Regions from separate parts of the Sus scrofa genome. Here region 2 is linked to region 1. Evidence: chromatin contacts called from public HiChIP or PLAC-seq data. All regions are on one chromosome and are shown on one strand. The core of a region is the stretch at or near the end of the contact, and the rest is flanking DNA. Distances in the headings are between cores, read along the strand shown.

Region 1 (4,192 bases), core at 655-3,154:
GAGTTGGAAGGAAAGAACATCCCCAGATGCAGCCCGGCAAGGCAAGAGGAGAATAGAAGCTAAGTAGGAAGTGAAGGAGGCAGTCTGCTCTCAAGCTTCCAAATCTGACTTGGGATGTGGGCTGGGTGGGGTGCAGTGAGGAGGTTAACTGCAGGTGTGGGTTGACCACTTTCTAGGTTCTACCACCTCTGATGATCTAACCCTTCCTCTCTGCTCCCTCTATGTCTATCCTTAATCCTAGCCTGGACAATGAAAAAAAAATGCAATCCGTAGAAGCCACTGTGACCTTGACCAGGGATGAGTCTTGCTCTGAAAACCACTGACCTCGGGGGCTTTGGGGATGGAAGTTGATGATCCTTGAGAGAGGAAGTTGTTATTTTTATTCCCATTCCATGCTGGTTTTACTGGATGCCACTTCTTCCTGAAATGCCCTGAAAAGGCAGGAAAATTTGATAGATGCTGTGAGAATGAGCCATTTGGAGCCCTGGCAAAATCCTGCATTTGATCCTTGGCCTTTCCTGTTCAGAAGCTGACTTCCCAGTCTGGGTATCACCCTTCACTTCTGTTTTTCCCCCCAGGTATCTGACCTTTGGACATTTTGCATCTCAGGCTCACTTCTACTGGAGGAAAAAGCAAAGGTATATTACAAACCCAAACCAAGCAGGCTTGTCATTTACAAACCACTCCAGATTTGGTATGGCAACAAACCAATGCTACTGTCTCAATTTAATGTTTGGGATTACATGCGAATTTGGGGTCAAGCTAACAACCAAGAGTAGGGGTGGGAATAAAGGTGGGAGGAGAGAAGAGTGGGGTGGGGCAGGGCAGGGCAGGGCTTGGCAGTGGTGGGCGGGGGTGGACAGGAATAGACAGAGGAGGCTGGGATGTGGCAGCCTTCCCTGCTCAGCTGCGGGAATCACACCTACTGTAGAACAGCGAAGGTTCTGTAGAGGAGAGGGGCATTGGTTCCTAACAGTTGGCTTGCAGAACATGTGGGGCAGCTAGTTACCCAGGTTGGAAAAAAGGGTTAAAAAGTAGGAAGAAGTGAATGAGAGAAAATCTTGCCTTGCTGAAGAGGGCAGGAGGGCTCAGTGTGTCCTGGGGGTTGTTGTGAATGCAGACTTTCCCCAAGCTGATTAAATCAAATTAACTCTTCAGCCTGGGATCTTACAACCTCCTGTTGCTCTCGTCTCTCCAAACACTTTTTCTACCTCTTCAGAACCTCCTGGAACCCTGAGGAATTTATTAATGAGGTCCAATTACAGAAAATTTCAGGTTTTTAAATCAACTTTGGATGCACAGCTGAAGGGTTCAGCCCACCCGCTGCCCACCCCACCCCTGAGAAAATGTACCTTAAACAAGATTTCAGACGAACTGCACTGTTTCCCTACTGCTTCCCCACATCTAGCTGTCTCCCTTCTACCAACCATCTATAGCATCTCTGCTTTTGCTCCCCCTCATTTCGCCTCTGCTCTCATCTTCCCACCCCCAACTTTCACAAAATGCTGGGGACTTCAGCTGCCCCTTGTTTTAAAAGCTGCAGGACACACAGAGCACAACAGACCAATCGACCCAGCTGGTTTCTGTCCAAGCCCTGCCAGCCCTAATTTGTGGCTTTAGCCTAGGTGTGTTGGAACGACTTTTCCTGGCCATTTCCACCCTCGTCAACTGCTAGCAAACAATCTTTGTTTCCTCTTCAAGGATATTTTTGAAGACAGATTAGAGGCTTGAAAAAACACTTGGAATAACTCTTTAAACAGGTTTTCCAAACACTGGTGGAAGGAAACAAAGGAGATGGGTGGGAGCATCAGCCCTGAATAATGTTCTGTTTCTCATCCTGTGTTGCCTGGGGCCCCGCACAGCTTGGGTTCTCCCCAGCCTGTGGAAACTTTGCAAACTTCCGGGGCTTGGTCTCTGCAGAAGCTGCTCCTCACCCTAGGAGAGACGGGCCCTCCACCAGCTGCTGTGGGAATGGCACATCTGGCATTCCGGCAGCCACTTCCTCTCTAGGGAAAAGCTGGGCTCCACCCTGTGTGGTTTCACAAAGTGATGCTGGGGCTCCTGGGAACAGGCAGGAGTGGTTGTGAGCTGTGAACATCCTCCCGAGCTCCTGTGGGGCCTGCAGGCTTCACTCAGCTGATTAAACATTCTTCATCTAGGGCAGACATTTAAAGGGACCATTGCATGGCATGGCTAGATTTTCCACAGCTGAAAATTCTATTTAACAAGGTGGGAAGCTCAATTAAAGAAAAAAAAGAAAGAAAGAAAACAACACCTGCAACATCTGGGAAAGCTGTAATATTTGTCTTCAGATGTAGTGGCTTAAACCTTGCCTCTTATGTGAAGTAATCCCTTTCCACTCTAGCTGGTGGGAATCTCTTTAATAAGTCAATATTCTTTTGATTGCAGGTGACTGGAAAGCAACTTGATATCTGTAGATGGGACAGAGGAGGGCATTTGTCAGCTGCTTAAATCAGGGTGATAATAATATAGCTGGACCTCAGGAATGAAGGGAACCTGGGGTGTGCTGGATCTGGCCTTGTGAGCTGATTGTTCAATTTTCAAGAATTTTATGAGCTGTTCTTTGCATTCTTGAAAACTGTTCTCTGCCATCTTTGACCTAGGACAGATTTACAAATGACCTGGAATGTATATCATTAGTTATGTCTAGCTGGTATTGTTTTTATTGCCTGTATTGTACTTACCACTGTTTTACGTTATCCTCTCTTCACCATACTACATTGCTTCTCTAGTTGGTGGGAGAGAGATTTGGGGGATTACCTTGGTGCCTCTGAAATCATATGTATACATGTAATACATACAGAATACCACACCAGTATGTGTGTGTGTGTATGTGTACACGTATATGTATGTGTATATATGTATGTATATATACACAGACACATATATGTATGTATATATATTCCTATTATTTATATCACATATATTTATAATCTCATTTAATCCTTAGAATTAAATGCTTTCCCTAGAACCGCATTGTTTTCCTAGGAGAGAGTTTGGGAGTTATCTTGGTTGCCCTCAAATTCTAAGCCAGTGTCTATCTAACATAACAGTTTGATGTGTGCTTATTTGTTCTTCTTCAGAACCTTCAGGCCACAGCCTTTATCATCACTGTTTGCCACTGATGCTAGCAGGCAGGCTTGGCCCTCTTTCCCAACCTGGGTCACGAGCAGAGCAGTTCATGAAGTTCTTGTTCAGAATCCTGATTACAGATGATAATCTCTGTGAACCTCCTTGAAGGAGAGCCACTTCTGCTGGGAAGGTATGAGTGCTTCTGTGGATTGGCACAGCTCTCAAGGTGCGGCCGGGCAGGGTGGGGCGGGGAGGTGACCCTACACAGGTCACATAGCCCAGGACTACCCAAGGGTCATTGAACCATTACTCTGCCTCCACACTGCTTCATTAAAACAAATGCATTCCAATGCTTTATCTAAATCTCCTTCTATACTGTAAATTGTTTTCTCCTTATTCAGTTTTCTAGGCATATGGAAAAAAAAAAAAAATCATGTTATAAATGTTGAAGTTTCCTAAACTCTTTGTTTATCTTCCGAGCAAAACTTAATAAAAAAACGAAAACCTTTTAAATGTCTCTCATGATGATTTCACAGTATCACTTTTCAGACAAAGGGCTGCTATAATCTTTCTAATATTTTTAAAAAGCTTTGGCCTCAGTGAAATCTTTTGTAGTTTCTTTTTTGCTGATTTCTCCCTTCTCTGAATTTTTTAAATGCTTATGGTCAGTGCTACATAATTTATTTGTTTCTGTTTGTTTCCCATGTGGAATGCTTTTCTACCTCCAAGCAAAATATAAGCTGTGGAGGGCAGGGATAATAACGTTAACTTTTCTGTCCCTTAACATCTGCTAAAGTGCCAGAAAAGTCGCTAACATTCCAAATGAATGTATCGATTTGCTGGGTTATTGGCTGACAGCTGTAAGAGCTCTTCTTCCTGTCCATGTCTGCACACATCTGATTTGCTGCTTTTCATCTACTGACAGTGGGACAAATCAAATGAAAAAGCTCATTAGAATTGTGGACAAAGTGAAGGTATCTTAGCTCCAAGTGATGTTCTGAAAGATCTCTTATGACTGAAATTCATGAGGATTAGATATAAATGTTTAGCATGTTTATTTTGAATCTTCACAATCTCCTCCATGTGGACAAAGACTGTT
Region 2 (4,192 bases), core at 1,113-3,612, 140 kb before region 1:
AACCCTTTTTGAAAAAGCTATACTCTTCAGCTTCAGGACTGCCTTTGTTGTGTTTGCAATTACTGAAATAAGATTGACGAAATGCCTTTCCCAGCCAGTGCTACAGATTTCTGCAAATAAAGGTCATGTAGAAATATGCACTTTTGGGTTTCAAAAATAAAGTTAATTGTGACAATGGGTATGGCTTTAAACCAATCCATCTCAAGCCCATGCAATCTTACCAAAGGTCTTTATATGTTTATAAACTTAGCAAGCTTGTTGAAAGCAGGGACTATCTATGACATTCTGTGCAATATCCAATGAGGTAATGGGTGAAATGTCCAGTTATATTACAAATCATAAGTCACCTGTTTTCCTGTTATGTGAAGACATGAAAAATATCAGTTAAAATTCACATTAATCTAAAAATCTGATATTTAAAATCACACAGAGCTACAATAGGAAATACCCACCTGAGACCTTTCTATTAAAAAATACTTCTTTGATGTGTCTCCAAATAAATTTAGTAAATCAAGGAATACCATCAATCAATCTGTCAATTAATCAATGTTATTGAGTCCTTGTTATTGAAAAGAATAGTTACAGTTACTGTGTGGAGTTTTGTTTTTGTTTTTGTTTTTTTAAAGCATAAAAGTTTGGCCCTTAAGGATTTATAATTTGGTCAGGAAGAAAAGGCTTAAGTACATTAAAGCATATATTTGCAACATAAGAAAACAACATAAAAGCATACAGAGGCAATGCATGATCAGTGGTGCAATCTAAATAAATGTAATTCTTTCATAAAAGGAAGAAATCGTTGTAGAAGAAAATTTGGTATGTGAAAATTTCACTGTTCAATCAAGAAACACTGAAGGTCAGACAAGTCACAGACCAGTTGGGCAAGAGGGTTCCCTTGCTCCAATGTTAAGACCAAACTAGGTCAAAACTATTTGAGTATTTACATGTCTTTAAAGTTGTGAACCAAGACTGTAAACAGGGGACAGCTTGGGGTAAGCAGGCTGAGGCTGGAGAACCAAAGTGCTGGGAGCTGCTTGCACATCTCCTGGGAACTCTTACAGCCAACCTCCTGACACATTTGATGTGCATAAGGTGGATAGTTACATCTGATATGTTCCTATAAATGGATAGTATTGTTTTAACTCATGTCTTTTTTATAACAGCCTTAGGGAGATAGAGTTAACATACCATACAGTTCACCCATTTAAAGTGGACAATTCTTTGGTTTTTAGTACACTGAGTTGGGCAACCATCACCACAATAAATTTTACTATATGTATACACACACATATACATACATATATAATATATATTTTATATATATATATAGCTTTTTTGGGCCACACTTGTGGCATATGGCATATGGAAGTTCAGAACTGAATGGGAGCTGTAGCTGCCAGCCTATGCCACAGGCAGTGGGTTCCAAAAGCCATGTCTGAGACCTACACTGCAGCTCACGGCGACGCTGGATCCTTAACCCACTGAGTGAGGCCAGGTATCAAACCTGCGTCCTCATGAATAATAGGTTTGTTACTGCTGAGCAATGATGGGAACTCCAATTTTACCATATTTTTATCTTACACCAAACTCTGTACCCATGGAAGAGTCACTGCCCATCTTCCCTCTGCCCAGCCCTTGGTAACCACAAGTCTGCTTTCTGTTTCTATGGATTTGCCTCTTCTGGACATTTTACATAAGTGGAATCATAAAGTGTGTGGCCTTGTGTGTCCCACTTCTTTCACTTGCCATAATGAAATTTATCTACGTTGCAGCACAAATCAGTACGTACTTCATTCCTTTTTATGGCTATATAATATTTCTTTCTTTCCCTTTTTTTTTTTTTTTTTTTTTTTTTTTGGCTTTTAAGGGCCACACTTGCAACACATGAAAGTTCCCAGGCAAGAGGTTGAATAGGAGCTGTAGCTGCCGGCTTGCACTGCAGCCACAGCAATGCAGGATCTGAGCCTTGTCTGTGACCTACACCACAGCTCAGAGCAATACTGGATCCTTAACCCACTGAGTGAGGCCAGGGATCAAACCCTCCTCCTCATGGGTACTAGTCGGGTTTGTAATCCACTGAGCCACAATGGGAACTCCTTGGGTTATCATTTTATTGTGGAGTTGTAAGAAATTCTTTCTGGGTTTAATTTCCTTTTCACTGAGGTACAATCGTTAGTGACTCCTTCAGCCAGGGTCTTTTGGATGGTAGATTGTCCTTCCTTATTTGGAAATGTCTTTTTTTTTTTCCCCACTTGCCTTTTCACTCTTTGTCTTCTGGTGACAGTCTGCTACCCCGGGCTGTGGAACCATCCCTGCGGGGAGGTTTCATTTTTACTTCCGCTGATCCCGGGAGTTTCCGGTGTTTCACTTTGGGATCTCCACATCCTGTAGTGGTGTTAAATCAGAATCCACATTCCACTGGGGACTGAAATCTACTAGAGAATCTCTTTTTTTCTGCTCAGAGACTGAGGAAGAGACCAGCTTCCTTGGGCAGAGAGCAAAGTTTTTCTAATTCTCCTTTCACTCGGTGTGTGTGTGCGCTTTATGAAGGAGTCTTCGTTTTAGATTCCTTCCTCATTGGGTCCAGGCTACATCTCTGTCCCCGTGTGGCAATAACCCCCAGCCCCTGGGACAGCATCCCCTTTGCTCACTGTTCTTCTGCTTGTGGGTTCCCACATCCCGTTTTACGTCTTGAGATTTGCTGTTCTTTCTTTGGAGCTTAGTTTTGAGTTATGCATTTCTAAGTGTTATAATATGAGAGATTCCCCAGGATAGCAGTCCTCCTTGTTCTTAGAACCAATTTTTTTTTTTTTTGCTTTTTAGGGCTGCACCCAGGGCATATGGCGGTTCCCAGGCTAGGGGTAAGCCAGGGATGGAAGCTGCAACCTCATGGTTACTAGTCAGATTCATTTCCACTGCACCACAACGGGAAATCCAGAACCAGTTTAAATTGCTTTTTTATTGTTAAAAAAAACCTTTGTACCACACAAGCCCTATGAACTTATGTAACTTAATTATAAAAGTTCTTTAAAATTAGGAATGTCTGATTAAGAATAATTGTTATTGCACTTTACAGAGAGAGCAGGGGTTCTAACATTTTAAACATATATCAGATTTATCCGAGGACTGGTTAAAATCTTAAATTCCCAGACCCCACCCCCAGAGTTTTGGATTCAGTGGGTCTTGGGCAGGATCTGAGAATTTCTCAAATAGGTTCTCAGGTGAGGCTGGGCTGCTGACCTTGGATTCATACTAGCCATATAGGCATCACCTGGGACAACTCTTGAGAACCACTTATGTAGAGACACCAATATATTTTCTTAACATTCTTTGGCATTAATGCTTTGAGAAAACTTAATTTTCAACCTATTTTATAGATGAGGGATTTAGTGAGGAAATCAATTAGGTGATTTTCCAAGGTTTGTGCTGATAAACCAGAACTAGAGATCTCTGGGATTTTTTTTTTTTACTTGATATTTGTTGCAACAACTTTTAACTAAGACTAAATCATAAGACTTAAAGCATACTTAACAGACCTGTCCTCTTTTTTACTTAAAAATTTTATCTTTCTATTATTTATTCTATAAATGAAAGTTGGCTGGTCTTGATTACATCAACAAATAAAATGCATAAAATGAATCCCAGAGTCAAATGTAAACATTATTAGAAAACAAATTAAAGTACTACTTTAATTAAATAGATAGGGATAATAAGCAGAGAAAGCTTACGGTATACTTACGGTCAAAGCAACTCAATCATAAAAGGTCTAGTCACAGACTACATACTAAGTAAACCTTATTTACTTACTGTCCATTAAATCTTTTTGCTTTGGTCAGAAGACCTGACAGGTGCAATATCTTCTTACCTCGATATCCTATTCAGTGTGGTCTGAGGACTAGCTGTGTACCCATCACCTGGGAACTCACTAAACTGCAGGATCTTGGGCCCCACCCCAGCCTGCTGGGTCAGAAGCTGCTTTTTAAGGAGTTCCCATCACGGCTCAGTGGTTAACGAATCCAACTAGGAACCATGAGGTTGCGGGTTCGATCCCTGCCCTTGCTCAGTGGGTTAAGGATCCGGCGTTGCCGTGAGCTGCGGTGTAGGTCGCAGACGCAGCTGGGCTCCCACTTTGCTGTGGCTCTGTGTAGGTCAGTGGCTACAGCTCTGATTAGACCCCTAGCCTGGGAACCTCCAT

The links. HiChIP or PLAC-seq counts read pairs in DNA pulled down with a chosen protein or histone mark.
Region 2: a contact with region 1 is called in an H3K27ac HiChIP or PLAC-seq map of alveolar macrophages. The contact joins two enhancer-like sites. A contact is called at or near these places in 3 of 47 Hi-C or Micro-C datasets (embryonic fibroblasts, epiblast stem cells and fibroblasts) and 1 of 2 datasets of contacts at active chromatin or transcription factors (alveolar macrophages).

The regions. Positions count from the first base shown.
Region 1 is chr16:35,700,678-35,704,869 of Sscrofa11.1, reverse strand. LOC106506500 (a long non-coding RNA gene) reads left to right here. Exons shown (of 6, transcript XR_002339583.1): 3 at 242-638; 4 at 3,105-3,283. Among named protein-coding and RNA genes, the nearest start is that of ANKRD55, 43 kb to the right of the region's middle. Within about 2 kb of position 1,904, at least 12 of the 83 cell types and tissues checked have an H3K27ac peak or open chromatin away from gene starts, as enhancers often do. A contact at or near this core is called in alveolar macrophages, where this site is marked.
Region 2 is chr16:35,841,496-35,845,687 of Sscrofa11.1, reverse strand. No RefSeq gene overlaps it. Among named protein-coding and RNA genes, the nearest start is that of MAP3K1, 29 kb to the left of the region's middle. Within about 2 kb of position 2,362, at least 5 of the 83 cell types and tissues checked have an H3K27ac peak or open chromatin away from gene starts, as enhancers often do. A contact at or near this core is called in alveolar macrophages, where this site is marked.